3 separate regions of the Mus musculus genome follow, and all the other regions are linked to region 1. Evidence: chromatin contacts called from public Hi-C and promoter capture Hi-C data. All regions are on one chromosome and are shown on one strand. The core of a region is the stretch at or near the end of the contact, and the rest is flanking DNA. Distances in the headings are between cores, read along the strand shown.

Evidence for each region. Promoter capture Hi-C pulls out the DNA fragments that hold promoters and counts their contacts. Hi-C and Micro-C count contacts between places; a contact is called where the count stands out from the background.
Region 2: a contact with region 1 is called in a promoter capture Hi-C map of hippocampal neurons, with 2.7 times the contacts expected there. The contact joins the enhancer-like site here to the promoter of Kcna2 in region 1. A contact is called at or near these places in 4 of 39 promoter capture datasets (hematopoietic stem and progenitor cells, hippocampal neurons, liver and 1 more) and 1 of 9 other capture datasets (embryonic stem cells).
Region 3: a Hi-C map of CD8 T cells shows a contact between it and region 1, with 2.7 times the contacts expected there. The contact joins the enhancer-like site here to the promoter of Kcna2 in region 1. A contact is called at or near these places in 1 of 39 promoter capture datasets (pre-B cells), 1 of 484 Hi-C or Micro-C datasets (CD8 T cells), 1 of 115 datasets of contacts at active chromatin or transcription factors (CD8 T cells) and 1 of 9 other capture datasets (embryonic stem cells).

What each region holds. Positions count from the first base shown.
Region 1 is chr3:107,100,060-107,102,919 of GRCm38.p6, forward strand. Kcna2 (potassium voltage-gated channel, shaker-related subfamily, member 2) reads left to right here and starts at 1,508. Exons shown (of 3, transcript NM_008417.5): 1 at 1,508-1,700.
Region 2 is chr3:106,130,306-106,133,165 of GRCm38.p6, forward strand. Chia1 (chitinase, acidic 1) reads left to right here. Exons shown (of 11, transcript NM_023186.3): 9 at 314-433; 10 at 520-661; 11 at 1,468-1,813. The coding sequence ends at 1,712. Among named protein-coding and RNA genes, the nearest start is that of Chia1, 18 kb to the left of the region's middle. Within about 2 kb of position 1,521, at least 24 of the 459 cell types and tissues checked have an H3K27ac peak or open chromatin away from gene starts, as enhancers often do. A contact at or near this core is called in hippocampal neurons, where this site is marked.
Region 3 is chr3:106,461,303-106,464,162 of GRCm38.p6, forward strand. No RefSeq gene overlaps it. Among named protein-coding and RNA genes, the nearest start is that of 2010016I18Rik, 23 kb to the right of the region's middle. Within about 2 kb of position 1,414, at least 74 of the 459 cell types and tissues checked have an H3K27ac peak or open chromatin away from gene starts, as enhancers often do. A contact at or near this core is called in CD8 T cells and pre-B cells, where this site is marked.

The DNA.
Region 1 (2,860 bases), core at 258-2,757:
GGATGAATAAGAAACACAGCCCAGTGGTTAGGTACAAAGAGAAACACAAACGGAAGCCTAAGAGATCTGAGAGCAGACAGGGCACCAGAAACCATTGTTTTTTAGGTGATTGTTAGAGATAAACTCTTCATGCACAGTTTACCACTGACAGGTTGCTTCTTCTGCAGCAAATTTACTTATCCAATAACTTGACAGAAATTGAAGTTTGAATTTGGCAAGTGAAACACCCAGGCTAGACTCTGGATCCTGCATTGACAACCGATCTTCATAGCCAATCTTCCAGGAGCCAGAAGCCAAACGAGTCTGGTCTTACAAGACATTGATTTCCCTCTAAGCCCACCAAAGCCTTCTAGCTTTGTAGCTCTAGGTAGGGTCCAATCTTTCACCCACCTTATAGGCTCCCACTGGGAAATGGCCGAATCTCTTAGAACCTTCCCTTGCAGGGAAGCAGGCTTTCAGAGTTTCTGATACTTGCATAAAGAGAACTGTCTTAGCAGAAAGGGCCAGGGAAGAGTCTTTCACACACCAGAGCCCCTCTGAACATCAGAGCTCAGAAGTTCATTTCAATGAGTCCCTCTGTGGAGTATCCGTGTAGGCGGTTCTGACAGGGGGCCTGCAGAACTGTACTAGTGAAGGCTTGGAGCTTTTGCAAGGTTTGCAAGCCAATCTGGACCCCCTAAAACACTCCTATCCCCAACCTAAGCCAAGAACTTCCTATACAAATTATTTCCGAGGCAAAGGGCATATCCTGCTCTACCATGCACCCCCACGGTGAGATCGTGGGCCAGCTGGTGGTGTTAAGATCTGTGAAAGGGCTTTTGTAAGGAGCCTGCTCTCCCAAGGGCAACTGTGTGTCCCTCCGCCCTCTCTGTCCAGAGCCCTGGGGAAAGGAAGTCAGAAAGGCTAGAAGCCAGTCCTGCAGTTCTGTTGTTCTGCAGTTCCCCCCAACCCCCACCCCGTGGGGGGCAAAGACAGCAGTGAGTTTCTGCTACACTGAGGCCAGGCCCTCACCTGCTGTATTGTCCTGGGAAACCGAGTCTGTGCTGGGTAAGAGAGAGGTGGGGCTCAGGAGTACTGAAGGAAACGGGGATGCAGAAGCAGAAGGCAGGAGTGGGGGGACTGGGGTCTGCAGATTCTGTCTGGCAGCATCTTAATAATAGCAACACATCTCCCTCGGGGCTGGCTCGCGCTCGGGCCTGGGATGGTATTGATCAGTTCATCCTGCCTACTTCATTATGTTGGCAAGAACCTCTCAAGCGCTCCTCAACTTCTACCCTCTCCCCTGTCTCCCGACCCAGGCAGTACCCAGCTGAGCTCTGCGCGGAGTTTTGTTTGGTAAGCTAGGTTTTGTCAAAGAATGGGGTGTTTTCTTTGCGGTGGGGGTCCGGGACACAGGGATCTAACCCAGTGGCCAGCTTGGCGGCGGCGGCGAGCGACACACCTCGCTAGCTCTGCCCCAGCCGGCCCCTTTAATTCGAGTTCGCTGCGGGGCCAGGTGCGGCGCTGCGTGGCGCGGTGCGGCGCGGTGCGGCTGCGGGCGGCGGCCGGGCGCTCCGTACGCGCCGCCCGCGGGACTGCAGAGTCGGCTCCCGGCTGGCCGCCCGCACCCCGCCGCCACCACCGCCACCGCCCGCTGTCCGGGTTCTGCCTGTGCTGGCTGCCACCCAGGAACATGGAGGCTCTGGTACCCATCTGCAAGGGTAAATCAGTGTCCGGCATTCTGCTGCGCATGCTGCCATCCCTGACCGGCTGCAGCGCCCATAGGGGCTGCAGGGTACCACGGTAGTCTGGGTGGGCGAGGTGGTGCCGACCCTTGATGTCGGCCTGAAGGGCTGTGGATCCGCACCGGCTGCGTGGGACTTAAGGGGGAGACTTGTTCCTGCAGAAGAGTGCATGGAATGGGCTCGGGGACCCTGTGGTCTGTGCGTGACATAGGGCGGAGGGCGCAGATTGGAGCTGGCGGGTGATGGGAAGTGCAGCTGACTGCATAGCCACCGCTGGTAAATAGTGGGTGGGTAGGACCCGAGTCACTTGGGTCCTCCTGGTTGCATTTGCCTCTCGGCAACGGAGTAAAATGGGCTTCTCTGCAGTCTCTTGTTTTTTCCACTTGGCCGGGGTGGTGGGCTGCCGTGAAGCTCTCCAGCCTAAAAGGAAGCTAGATCTGGAGCAGCTGCCTGGCGACGCCTGCTCTGCACCCTCAGAGTTCGGGCTCCTGTGTTTCAGGTGGAGATGGAGTCTTGGTGGTCCCTCGGCTGGACCTCGCAGGCACCAGCTAGGCTGCCCTCCGGCCCGCAGCGGGAGCCCACCGCACTGCGCAGGAAGGGGTTAAGGTGGCACACTCTAGCGGTCCGGCGGCTGTGGGCTCCGGTCAGCCCAGCGGATTCCGGCGGGAGCGCGCCCGGCGGAATCCCGGCTGGAACCCCGGGCGATGGGAGAGGGCCCAGACCCCTCCCCGGCTCTGGGGCCAGCGGGATTGGGTCGGCGGGGGGCCAGCCCGGAAGCCAGCTTTCTCTAGGCTCCCCCTCTATGTGAAGCCAATCCGCCCCGCAGTCAGGCAGCTTGAGCGTTTGTTCTGTGCTTCCCTGCCGAGATGTGAGGGATTTTCTCTTGGGAAGAAATCGGTGGTCGAGTGCTTGCCCAGCTCAAATGCCACCCAACCCAGAGCAAGGCCTGAGGCCCAGGGATCCTGGAGGGAGAGTAAGTTCAAGCGACCCCTTCTATTAGGCATTCTACAGAGGCAATCTTGCTGCTTGTGGGACCTCTCTAGCTGGGAAGGAGTGTGTGTTGTGGAGGAAGGATTGCTTCTTTACCAGGACATGGCTAAGGTCAGAGAGGAAAACCCTCCCTCTTGGGAGATATG
Region 2 (2,860 bases), core at 271-2,770, 970 kb before region 1:
TTCTCCACATCCTCACCAGCATTTGCTGTCACCTGAGATTTTGATCTTACTCATTCTGATTGGTGTAATGTGGAATCTCAGACTTGGGATGTAATAAAGTGAGGGTGATAGAGCATGTACTTATTTAATATGGCAAGTTCTGGGTCTCATCTCCATCAATGCAAAGAGAAAATAACTCAGTTTTACTTTCTACAAAAAACTGAATTGTAAAATTTAGGTAACCCTAACTGGGGATATGAATGGAAAGAAGATAATGTGTTTTCTCTTTAATGGGGTTAATATTTAAAGGGTTTGATTCTCTTGACATTCAAAGATTTGCACCTTTCTGAGAAGTGGAGCCACTGAGGTCTGGGATGCCTCCCAAGAAGTGCCCTATGCCTATAAGGCCAACGAGTGGCTTGGCTATGACAATATCAAGAGCTTCAGTGTTAAGGTAAGGCCAGCTCCTTGGATTTGCTGCCATAACAGACCCAAGGCTCAGGAAATCAAAGGAACCTTCTACCCTCTACTCTTAAACAGGCTCAGTGGCTTAAGCAGAACAATTTTGGAGGTGCCATGATCTGGGCCATTGACCTTGATGACTTCACTGGCTCTTTCTGTGATCAGGGAAAATTTCCTCTGACTTCTACTTTGAACAAAGCCCTTGGCATATCCACTGAAGGTAAATGACTGCATTAGTGTCCTGTGTGTGTGTCTGTGTGTGTATGTATGTATGTATGTATGTACGTATGTATGTGTTAATAATGTCTGCTTATTAATTTAAAGGCAGTCTTGGCATTCTCACTCCTATTGTCTTGGGATATTCTTCCCATTTCAGTCTGTTGCACTTGTCCAGGTGACAGAAAAGTTATTGACATTCCCTAAATCCTAATTTCTAAGGGAATTATGGAAAACCAAGCTTATTTTTGGAGTGTGTGAGATCAGATTTTCTAGGATTTCAAGGTTTGTAAGAGTCTGAAGAAATTGTGCTTACTTTTTTACATACAAGTTTCTCTCTCTCTCTCTCTCTCTCTCTCTCTCTCTCTCTCTCTCTCTCTCTGTGTGTGTGTGTGTGTGTGTGTGTGGTGTGTGTTCCTTATTCAATGTCTTGCTTAGGCTCCTGGGGAGAATTAACAGGAAGCTTTGCCTGTATTCTTATATATCCACTCCATCACTCAGGGAATATTTCAACCTTCCTACCTGTTCCCATGTTTTTCTTTCAGAGGTATTTACAGTCATATCTTAAAAATATCTGTTTTTGCATATTAGGTCTTTCTTGAATGTCTTAGATAGCAAAAGAGAGAACAAGATAATGCTGGCATGCATTCACATTACATCTTTTCTTAGTTCCTGCTATGTCTTACAGCCTCTTCAGTTGTGAGACTGCAGCTAATTGCATCCATATTCTGGCTATAATGCACATAGTTTACTTTACTGCCACTGCTTCATCAAGCCCACCCATCGACTCACTCTACTTGTATGTTTCAGGTTGCACAGCTCCTGACGTGCCTTCCGAGCCAGTGACTACTCCTCCAGGAAGTGGGAGTGGGGGTGGAAGCTCCGGAGGAAGCTCTGGAGGCAGTGGATTCTGTGCCGACAAAGCAGATGGCCTCTACCCTGTGGCAGATGACAGAAATGCTTTTTGGCAGTGCATCAATGGAATCACATACCAGCAGCATTGTCAAGCAGGGCTTGTTTTTGATACCAGCTGTAATTGCTGCAACTGGCCATGAACCTAATGCCATTCTTCCAGAAATTTCTGCACTCTCCTTTACTCCTCACCAAAAGTAACTATCTTCCCTTTAACCTTATGCAATAAAATTGGTAGCCAAAACATCGGTGTTCTTGATTTTTCACAGTTTTGTTGAAAACTTTTCTTTACTTAGAAATACCAGCTATGTATGGGTTGGAGGGAGAGGGAGAGAGAGAGAGAGAGAGAGAGAGAGAGAGAGAGAGAGAGAGAGAGAGAGAGAGAGAGAGAGAGAGAGAGAGAGAGAGAGAAATTGTGGAGCCAACCACCATACATTTTCTACTGTGGAAGATATTTGATGTTTGGTGATGAATCAGTAGCCTAGGAACCATTATCAAGGACTCTGTAGTATTTGCAATGCTGCTGGGGTTGCTGAGGAATAAAATCCACAACTTTCTGTTAATCTTGCTGGGGATCTGGAACTGTTTTAGTAATACTGAAATTAGAAGCAGTGGCTAGATATGCGCTATGGACTGTGTAGCATGAAGTACCTGCCCAGCAAAGAGGCTTACAAGAGTCTTTATCAGCAGTGTCAAACTGACTCCTAGTGACTTAATGCCTTTCCAGAACTTAGCAGAAAAACTTCTTTCTGCAGTAGATAGCAATTGACACAAAGACCTGCAACTAGTCAAGGCACAGAGAATAAGAAACTTGGAGCGCTTAACCCTAAATGAGACATCTATGTCATATCCCTTCTCCTCCTACAGCTCAGGGCTCATCACAGAAGGGGTTTTCAAAAGATTGTAGGAGCCAGAGGCAGAGGATAAATACAAGGAAACTGTTTTCTAAATACTACAGAGCAGTTGTAGGGACACACAAATTAACAACAGTTGTGACAGTATACATAAGAACTCCAAAAGGTCAAACCAGACAAATACCACCATTGAGAGGAAAGTAGGCCATGAAGTTCCACCCCTAGCTGAGATGCTATTGATAATTGATAGGGTTTAGAAGTCAGTTTTTTTAAAAGTGTCACACAACTCAAGAATATATAAGCAGCACAAATTAGTCTCAATGAGTTTGAAAACATGAGAACACAAAATTGTGTAGATAAGGAAATGGGTGGATTTAGGAGGAGATAGGGGAGGAAGTGAATATGATCAAAATACAGTTTAAAAATTCTCAACAAAA
Region 3 (2,860 bases), core at 164-2,663, 640 kb before region 1:
CAGTAATCGCACTCCACCCCCACCCCCCACCCCCGTGTGTGTGTTTATTTGTTTATGTGCATTTGGGAAAACATTTGAATGGTCACTTAAATCGAAAAAGATTAGGTATCAGAATTTGATCTTTAGAAAAAAAAAAAAAACAAGAAACACAATCAGAATTTAAGTTTTGTTTGGAAACAGGAATACAGGAAGAAGGCTAAAGCAATCCTGGAAACTGGAGAAATGGCAGAAATTAAAATGAGAATGTTATGACACCCTCACAGTCAATAGGCATCACATTCTTCCCATTTCGCAGGGAAGGAGTTTCCCAAGAAGCTTTCAAATGGCAGGCCAGGATTTAGCTTCAGCAGTTCTTTTTTTGTTTTGGTTTGGTTTTTGGTTTGTTTTTTGTTTGTTTGTTTGTTTTTGTTTGTTTTTGTTTTTCGAGACAGGGTTACTCTGTATAGCCCTGGCTGTCCTGGAACTCACTTTGTAGACCAGGCTGGCCTCGAACTCAGAAATCTGCCTGCCTTTGCCTCCCGAGTGCTGGGATTAAAGGCGTGTGCCAGCCACCACGCCCGGCGCTTCAGCAGTTCTTGACCGAACACTTTGTGTTTCTTTTTGCAAAGCTTGCTCTCCCCTCCACCCCTAGTCAGCATGCAGCTCAAAGGCAGCATGGGATGCAGTTTGTTGATCATTCATAGTCCTTCTCACCTCTCCATCTCTGTCTTCAGAAAGATTCAAGTGAGGACTCACTTCTGGCGCAAACTGTTCCATCAGATGCAAAGACCGGAAGTCTCAAAAAGACCTTGAGGAGCAGACAACTTCCTCTGGTTAGTGCTGTGGTGAGCATTCCACCTCCTTCTCTAAAGCAAGCTACTAAATAACCTTGGCCCCCACTTGGTGCTCAGCCTCTTGCAGCAAGTCTCTACTTTCTTGACAAAAGGAGACTGGAAACTAAGACCTCTACAAAGCATAGCAATTTGCATTTGGTTTCCTCTGAGCATGGCAGACCAACACTGCACACCCACTCCCTATGCCTTTTTGTAAAAGCTGCATGTTCACATACACCCTGGGAACTTGGTGCTTGTGTTTTCTCACACTGCCTGCAGCTTGATTGCTACTCAGATCTCACATCCTTCATGTGGTCCAGCAGCTGCTGACTACTACTATATCCTGCTTCGTCTCACATGCAAGGACACTCGTGAGCTCTGTTGTGCAAACTAATATTTGTACTGGGATTATTTGGCAATAATATTAGCTCCAATAATCTTATTTAAGCCCTGCTCTTATCAACTATTTCCCTTGGCCTTTGTGATATCTGGGAGAGTCGTGTTGGGTATGAAAACCCTTTGGAGGGATGATTTCAGACAGGTTCATATGGTTCAGCCCCCTCCACCCATCAGCAAGGCACCCAGGAAATAACAAGCAGTGACGTAAAGATGTCTCAGAATAAGATGTAAAGATGTAAAGATAAAATATGGGGAAGGTTGACTCTTAGAAAATCGTGGAGCTGGAGAGATGGCCCAGTAGGTGAAGGTATTTATCACCAAACCTGACAGCCTTTGCTCAATCTCCAACCACTTGGTGGGAGGAAACAAAGAACTCCTAAAAATTGTCCTCGGACCTTCACATATGTACCTGTCATACATACATCCATATTCACCCATAAATAGCAATGGTAATTTTAAATTGTTAAAGTTTGTTGAGGAGGCTACAAGAGATTAGGGGTGGAGAAGATGGTTGAGGAGAATCTGCTAAAGCACTTTGAGAACACTAAAGTGACACCTAATATTTTGTATGCTAATTTAAAATTACATTTTAAAACGCTAAAATAAGTTATTTTTTTAAGTCTGATAAGAACAGCACTTAATGCTGAGGCTGTCCTTTATACATATCTTATTAGGATGTGTAGTTTCAAGAGTTCAGCTTACTCCGAAGGGCGTTCTCTCTCTGTGTCTCTCTGTCTGTCTCTCTGTCTGTCTCTCTGTCTCTGTCTCTCTCTCCTGTGTGTGTGTGTGTGTGTGTGTGTGTGTGTGTGTGTGTGTCTGTGTTTAGAACAGAGGACATATTTTGGTAGCTGGTACTTATTTCCATCTTGTTGAGGGTCTTTCAAGAATTCTAGTCTCTAAGCTAGCTGGCCCTGGTTTCTGCCTCTCATCTTGCCATGTGAGTGCTACATCTTAACATTTTTTTGTTTACGTGGGTTCCAGGGATCAAATTCAGGTTTTCATGTTTGTACAGCTAGAACTTTTAACTGTCTCTGGACCCCGAGTTTGGGGACAGGTATTGGTATTGGTACACTACCACCAATATGCTGTGCATCCTGAGAAGAGCTCAGGCTGGTCTCAAGCTCTCTATGGAGAGGGGAATGGTGTTTGAACTCCTGACTCTCCTCTTTTTACTTCCCAAGTGTTTGAATTAGTCATGTACTACCATAGCCTGTTCTTTCTTGTTTGTTTTTATTAATATGTGCTTAGGTGTGTCTGTGTGGAGGTATGCACTCATGAGTGCGGTGTCCATTGAATCAAGAAGTGGTCATCAGATCCCCTAAATCTGGAGTAACACATAGTTGAAAAGTGCCCAGTATGGATGCTTGGAACTGAACTCAGATTCTCTTCAAGAGGAACAAACATTCCTAACCACTCCACTGAGCAATCTCTCTGACCACTATTTCTTCTTTGTCAAGATAAGGTCTCATTTCATAGCCCAGGCTATCCTGGAACTCACTATCAAGAGCAGGCTAACCTCAAACTCATAACAATCCTCCTTTCTCAACCCCGAAAATGCTGTAATTACAAGTGTGAGCCACCACACCCATCACAGTCAATTGGCTTAACTTATGCTGCAGTGAAGAACTTCAGGACAAGTCACTATGAAG